Linked DNA regions of Mus musculus: region 2 is linked to region 1. The links are chromatin contacts, called in public HiChIP or PLAC-seq maps. All regions are on one chromosome and are shown on one strand. Each heading gives the region's core, a stretch centred on a gene start, on an enhancer-like site or on the middle of the called end of the contact. The rest is flanking DNA. Distances are from core to core; before and after follow the strand shown. Region 1 holds the start of Car3 (carbonic anhydrase 3). Region 2 overlaps A930001A20Rik (RIKEN cDNA A930001A20 gene).

Region 1 (3,624 bases), core at 304-2,803:
TTTCAAATTACCTGAAATTAGTATTCAAATATTCAAAGTATTTCAAATTCATCTTATTTTATTTCACAGATCAGTTACTAATGTAGGTTAAAAAAATAAAACCTCCCATGAATGCTTCAATTCCACACTAACATTGATCCAAGAAAAAGTGGTCATATACATCAGAAACACTCACCACAAAGATACTTCCTGAAACCAGGCCTCTTTAACTCACACAGTGACCCTGCCTTTTCACATTAATTAGCCTCCTTCCATCCGCGAGGAAAGAGAGGACCCATTTTATTTCTTTCATCATGGTTGAATCTGTTCTCCATATCACCAGGAACCATAAAAACGTTGTCTCTCGGTGGTCAGAAAGCCCATGTGGACTCTCTGTCCTCCCCTGGGGATCCACACTCTGTCTCTGGAGTGTTTTGCTAACTTTTAGCTTGGGCATATGGCCATTTTGCAGCAACGAGAGGGTGTGACATTCCTCTTCATTGTGTGAATATAGTTCTCCACAACTAAAGCCAAGTCTAAAGTCATCTCCATTTCAGGGATAAACTTCTCCCGCTTCCCATAATTCTGTTACCGTGTCACAAATTGCGTCTTGCCATTAGATACTGAACACACTCACGTGACCCTGCCGAAGGGCTATACTTACTAGACCTGTCATAAGTATCATCAAACACAACTCTGCAGGTCTTCCCATTGTTCAGGATGGTCTTAGCAGAGCCAGGGTCATAAGATGCTGACCAGGGCTGCAGAGAGGGGTCATGCTTGATGTCTTTAGTATGCAGTTCAATGGGTGACTGGTTGTCCCCTTTGGCAATTGGATAAAGTTCATGCCAGTGATCAGGACCTAGGAAGTAAATGGAAGAGAATTTATTCATTTAATAGTACAGCTCAAGGCCTCTATTTAGTGAACTGTGCCAGCAAAGTGTACAGAAGCCAAAGAGTGACTGCAGAAAGGTCTCTGGTTCAGATTGAGCAACACAGCACTTTGATTTCAAACCTATTTAGAAGCTTGCTTACCTATGCTCAAAGAGCGTTCCAATCTCCACATTCCCTCCCCTGGCTTGAGAACCATGTAGCCAGAAAAGCTTATCTTTGAAATGAACCACAGATCGATCATATATTTTTTGGAGTACTTTGCAGCTTGGAAGGGATATTTTCTTCTTTTTCCCAAGGCTGACTTGGTCAAAGCAAATATTGTTACCGGACCCCAAGCTCAAAGAGGCTCACTTCTCAGTTTCACAGAAAAAATTCAACTGGACCTGACTTCTGGCTGAGTGACTTCTCAGACACATCATCGGACCTTAAGCTAGTTATAGTGAGTATGTCTCTGAGCTTCAGGTTCCTCCGTGGAAAGGAAAACAGTGAGTCGTGTTAAAGACCAGCAGCATGGAACACCAGAAAGTTTTCACTATATGCTAGTTCTTAAGGATTCCTCCCTGCACACCTGTGCAATGCAGATACACCCTGTTGTGTCCTGGCCCCACTCACCATTGTGGCTGGCGTAGCCCCACTCCTTAGCCATGGTCACCTTTCGTGTTTCTCAGCGCTGGACAGCTCCTGCTCTTTCTTGCTCCTGTTGTCCGGCAAGGTCTCCAAGAGTTCGCTCTTTTATATAGATCTCCTGCAGTGTGCATGACCTTATTAGGTCAGCGGTGAGGCAGGGGGCTAAACTGGATTGGGGTGGTACTCAGAAGGCCGGGGGCGGGAGAAGCCAATGAATTACAAGAGCTGGACAGCTGTCCGGGTGAGAGGGTAGCAGGAGGGGGCAGGGAGGAGGCGCGGAGGGGGAACGGAGGGGGACAGAGCCCCCCCTTTCTTGGCTCTGCAAGAGCCCTGGCTCCTTCCTTTGTTCACTTTGCAGGCTACCAAGCAGCTGAGCTTTCTAAGATCTCCCGCTTTGGCTGGTTCCCTCCAGTTTTCCTGCACTTGGGGGTCTGGAGGAGCAGCCGGCTCATGCTGCAGTCTGGTGTTACTTAGCAACTAAAAGTTGCACCCGCGGCTCTTGCAGCCTCTCTCAGAAGACTTTTAACTCAGAATGGAGGACCCGCTGCAGTCTCCGGATGCTGGGGTTCCTTTCCCTGCAGGAATCCGGTTAGGACGGAAAGAACTCCTCTGATCCTCTGACTAGTGCGTGATTCTCCTACGGAAAACCTGTAAAATTCTGGGAATAGAGATGAGGAGGAGTCTGGGAGTGCCCGCTTTCCAGTCCCGGTATCCTTAAGGGATGAGTCTGTAAGGTAGACTGCTTAGGCGTCACACCAGTCTAGCTTAGTTTGTCTAGTACGACTCAGGAGCACAGCACTGGATCCCTGGCCAGGGAGGGACTCTGCACCCTAGCCTCAGTCAGCAGCAGTCTGGGACAGAGCCACAGAGCTTTGCTCTGTTCATCTCAGGGCACCAAGGATACCCGAAGTTGAAAGGGTACAGTCAAAAATGAGTACACTACATAAAATTTTCACTTTCTAAGACATAATTAGAGACAAGGAAAAAAAGGAAAAGGTCTATGAAATCGGTTTGGGAGCCGGCTGCGCGGGGCGGGGCGGGGGGGGGGAGCTCGTGTCTTTTCTCTCAGTTTTAATGTGTTTTGTAATGCAATAAACCACATAAACAGAGACTAAAACTGGCATATCCCACTTGTGCATGACAAAGGTATAATTAGAAATATCTGGTTATGGCTCACATGAAAGAAGCCGGTATAATAGATGTTTGCAATTCTATGTATCTATTATGAAAAAAAAAATCTTGTTTGGGCAAGAATATCTTGAGACCAGAAAGATACACCGTATCTTGGAAATGTCTTGAACAAGATCTCTGCAAGCATTTTCTTATAACTTTTACTTTTATAAAAATGACGTTTTCATTTTGCTTTTCCTCGTGGGTAACAAAACCTGAGAAGGAAATCTCTCATCATGGCAACGAGAGCTCATCAGCTAGGTATGTGGAATGGCTGACCACACTCAGAACCTGGACGCCAGGGGAGTCAGTCTCTAGGGTATTTTTGTGACCAGGGATCACTTGATCCACACAATAGCACTGTGGAATCAGGAACTCTCAGTTAGTTTGGAAGATCCAAGCAAACACAGAGAAACAAATACCGTTAGCTCTAAGGGTGTATGCATGCCTGGGTTTCTAGCTCACCGGGATGGCTGCTGCTGTATGTGAGATTAATAGAGGTGCTTTAAAGTTACAGCCACATGACTGTTGATGAGTAAGCTGTAGTCTCATTCCATGCTGTCAACTGTGACACAAACTCTGACCTGGATGATCAGGAGACTGATAGCTAAATCTTACCAAGATTTATTTGAAACTGAATATTGAGATAAAAACACAATGAATTATAAATGCAATCTAGTAATTTGTAATGCTACTACTGTTTATGCTTTAATCTTTTTAGTGCTTTTTAAATGCTTTATTTGCACCCTAACAATGTACATAGTGGGGCGTATTTTAAAAAGACACTAGGTAGAATTTGCAACTAATTTGGATATAAGTTTGCAAACAGTACTTTGGATAAAATTAGTGAAAACTATAATTTAACATAATTCGGAATAACTGTGTAAATATAAGCCAGGAGCAGTGGCTTGTGCCTTTAGTCCCAGCATCAGGAGTGAACAAGGCAATCATGTC
Region 2 (3,624 bases), core at 561-3,060, 140 kb before region 1:
CATGTTTTTCAAAGTCCTGAAAAGAAATAAAATGTTGTCAATTTTCTATAGCAATGTCTTCCATATTTGTAAGTTTCTTTGAACAGAGCCGTATATATTGTTATTCTCTCACTTCTGTTCCCATGATGCCAGTCACTCAGTACAGAGGAAGTCTTGAAAACTAGTAACTGAATTTTAGTTGAAGGAACTAGTCATTCTATTTTCATGGTGAAATGGTCAGATATGGAAGCAGGACATTATGGCATGACAGAGATATGAGGACATTTTTTCTTCTAGGCATGATCCTGGTAGAAACTAATTAAGTTGCTCTCCTAAGCTAAAGAGACCCAGTGCTGCCAGAATGACCAGGCTGTTGAGATGAACAAGCTGGCCACAGATTTTAGTTGAATATCCGGGATGGCTAACACTTGGTAATTTTCCATTGGACATGGACACAGTCTTAGATTTTCTTATTTCAGAGCATCCTGGCCTTGTGCTAGAAGGGCTAAGGGCAACCAACACTGTTAAGTAATTTTTGAAGCACAGCTCAGAATTGTCTTATGATAGAGCTGAAAGACTTTCAGTGCTTGAATTGTTTGGGATAAGGGGAGGAGGGATAAGGTACGAGAATATTGTCAATAAACATGGATTAGTACCATTCAGCACTGGATTAAGCTCACACTGTAGTACAGTCATAGGTAATGCATTTTTCTTTCTTTTTTTCTTTTTAATTTTCAAAAATGTGTTCACTTTATACCCCACTCACTGTCCCCACCCCCCATCCCTGACCTTCTCATATGAGAGGATGGCAGCCCCCTGGGTGTCCTCCTACCCTAGCACTAGATAATGCATTTTAATGATTAACATGTTTGCATGATGAACTCAGTAATCTCTGATTCAAAGATGAGGAGCTGAGGTGTAAGACTCTGACAAGCCTTATCTGTAGGTGGCCAATTGTAAGTAGGTCCATCCTGTGGAATGTGTCTATATGCTCTGGGCCTTCCCCACCCGCAGGTGGCAGATGGTTGGTAACCCAGCCCCCCCCACCTCCCTCCCCGCTGTGGTCTGAGGAATGTTAATTAGCCTCTCCCTTCCAGAGTGCCTAATTGTTATGCGACCTTTCTCTTCCTGGAGGAGAGGGAGGGGTCTGGTGAAATTTTCCAAAGGTCTTGAACTGTCCCTAAGGGGACAGACACAAGACACTAAGTCTCTTATTCAGTCACCCATCAGGTATATATCAGCTCCACTGATAAATCAATGGATGCTTCTAGCAAGTAAAATATATTACTATAGTCTATGGTAGACATGTTACCTTAACTGGAACAAGATAAGGCTCCAGAGATCATCTGTGTCCCCAGATCTTATGAAAATACTAAGATACAGTAGAGGACTCTGGGTCAGTGACTGTTCTTTGAAGACTCAAGGTTTATTTAACACCAGAGAGAATATGGTGGCTGTTCAGAAATGAATGAAAGAATATCTGGGGCCACCCAGAAAAACAAAGAGGCCTACTTTAAGGCATTTGGGGAAGGTGGGAGGAAGTGAATAGGGAATGTAGAGGAGGTGTATCTTTGATACATTCACTGAATGGGCAGAGAGTCCCATAGCTCTTTGATGTCTGAACTTTGCAAACTCAGAAGCTATTTGCCTCTTCCTGTAGCTCCAGGAATCCCAGGATCAACTGAGACAAACAGGCTGCCAGAGTGAGTGTCCAAGTCTCTAGGTGTTAGAATTTTTTTCCTGGAAGTTCAGAAGCCCAGGTAGCCACAGACTCATAGAATGTTCCCAGTAGGGTGCCTGCTAGCCTGGAGGAAGGCAGAGAGTGGTGTTTTGATTAGTGTTAGAATACAATTGAAGGCCCACTACAGAAAAGCTTCATCTCCTAGTCAAAAGAATGTACCTCCCTGTGGAGCCTTGCATTGTTTCCTCCTCTTAGAGTTAATACAGTTGGGAAGATCATTGACCTAGCCATGTTACCACACCCTCAGGAGCATGAATTCACCTTAAAGATGATAAAGACATAGTGACAATGTACTTTTCTTTCCAAGAACTTCTGTCTGTAAAAGCTGTCATGAGATTCTTTTGGATCTGTTCATTATTTTGAGCCCTGTCCCCTGCTGTAACTTTCTTTTCTATCTCTTTATTTAAGATGATGAACAGCCTAGGTATATTTTTCTAACCACTTTGGACTACCTTAATCTTGTTTTAAAGTTCACTGTGTAGCTGGTCTAAACCAGCTGTGAACTCTATTAGCTACAGCCAAAATGAGCCCATTGGTGTAATGTTGACATGACTTTTATGGAGGCAGCGAACCATTTCCTAATTGGATGTGAGGCATACCTACTACTGTAAACATTGTCAAAACCCCATGTCTGAAGAAGTCTTAGACCCTGGAGGGGAACCTAATCCTACAGAAATATTTGAGTGTCTTAGAATGATGGAGACTTTCTCTTCCTAGGGAGGTAAGGATTCAGGAAAACTCCACCCTGAGCCAGGAGCTTTCAGATTGTCTTATAAATTTGAAGGATGAGAAGATGCACCTTACCCTCAAGGGGCTTAAGGTCCCAGGGAGTGGGGAGTTCTGACGGGGTAAGGTGAGGTGGGGTGGGAAGTGGGGACATCCTCTTGCATCTGGGGGACTGGGAATGGGATAAGGAACTGTTGGAGGGCAGAATGGGAGGGGGATAACAACTAGATTGTAAAAAAAAAAAAAAAAGATTAAAGATAATTAAAATAAAAACAAACAAACAAATAAATAAATTTGAAGGATGAAATTTACAGATCACAAGAAGTAGTTTTAGAACAAAGTTTATTAAAAGATTTATGAATATTAACAAAAGAGAGAAAGAGTAAGAACAGAGCTCTTATATACCAGGATGGGTTTCACAAATCATGTATATTATCTGGGATCTTTTTAAAGGATTATGACAGAAATTAGAGTGAGGTTGGTATCCAAGTACCTCATCTCACTTCCAGTCACCTAGGCATGTACAGACTTTTGGCAGAGATGCTCATTTAGAAACAACAACAACAAAAATGGAACCAGAGACTAACAAATACTTTAGTACTGAAAAGGTCAGCTCAGGAACTTTAGAAAATTCCACTGGACCCCTCCCCTCCTGGAAGTGAAAGGTCATAAAGAACACAGGCACCCCTCCTCTCCAGAAGGGAGGGGCTAATTACATTCCTTCGACCACAGGGAGGAAGGACTGAACTTGTAGACACTTTCTGAGACCATTGACCATTCACTTCATTCGCTAGAGACCAATTAGTTTAAAAGTCACACTGTTCTGCCAATCACATTGAGCCTAATGGCTGCTGCCTGGAGAACTGTATAAAGGCTTGCTGGATGGGTTGTGCATGGTCATTCTCTCTCCATGTGCAGGGCAACCCCAACATGTTAGAACAATAAATTCCTCTTGCTTTTTACATCAATTCCCAACTCTGTGTCATTCACTCAGGGAGTCCTGGTAAGCTAAGGATCACCAGAGTCTTACAACACTAGTCAGGGTAAAACATGGATTCTAGAGGAGAACCTAATGTGGCCACCTTCCAAAACTAATGCAATCTCTAACTACATTTTAAATATGTATCCTTATAATCAGAGATAAGTGTAGCTCTCACTCCTCAACAACAAGAAAATGC

The links. HiChIP or PLAC-seq counts read pairs in DNA pulled down with a chosen protein or histone mark.
Region 2: a contact with region 1 is called in an H3K27ac HiChIP or PLAC-seq map of embryonic stem cells, with 3 times the contacts expected there. The contact joins the enhancer-like site here to the promoter of Car3 in region 1. A contact is called at or near these places in 3 of 39 promoter capture datasets (embryonic stem cells, fetal liver and hematopoietic stem and progenitor cells), 19 of 484 Hi-C or Micro-C datasets (B cells, CD4 T cells, CD8 T cells and 8 more), 5 of 115 datasets of contacts at active chromatin or transcription factors (bone marrow-derived dendritic cells, bone marrow-derived macrophages, embryonic stem cells and 1 more) and 3 of 9 other capture datasets (adipose tissue, liver and pancreatic islet).

What each region holds. Positions count from the first base shown.
Region 1 is chr3:14,861,467-14,865,090 of GRCm38.p6, reverse strand. It overlaps Car3 (carbonic anhydrase 3), which reads right to left and starts at 1,553. Exons shown (of 7, transcript NM_007606.3): 1 at 1,486-1,553; 2 at 644-841. The coding sequence starts at 1,519. Gm41999 (predicted gene, 41999) reads left to right here and starts at 1,026. Exons shown (of 4, transcript NR_168331.1): 1 at 1,026-1,312.
Region 2 is chr3:14,998,262-15,001,885 of GRCm38.p6, reverse strand. A930001A20Rik (RIKEN cDNA A930001A20 gene) reads right to left here. Exons shown (of 4, transcript NR_040550.1): 4 at 1-16. Among named protein-coding and RNA genes, the nearest start is that of A930001A20Rik, 29 kb to the right of the region's middle. Within about 2 kb of position 1,810, at least 28 of the 459 cell types and tissues checked have an H3K27ac peak or open chromatin away from gene starts, as enhancers often do. A contact at or near this core is called in embryonic stem cells, where this site is marked.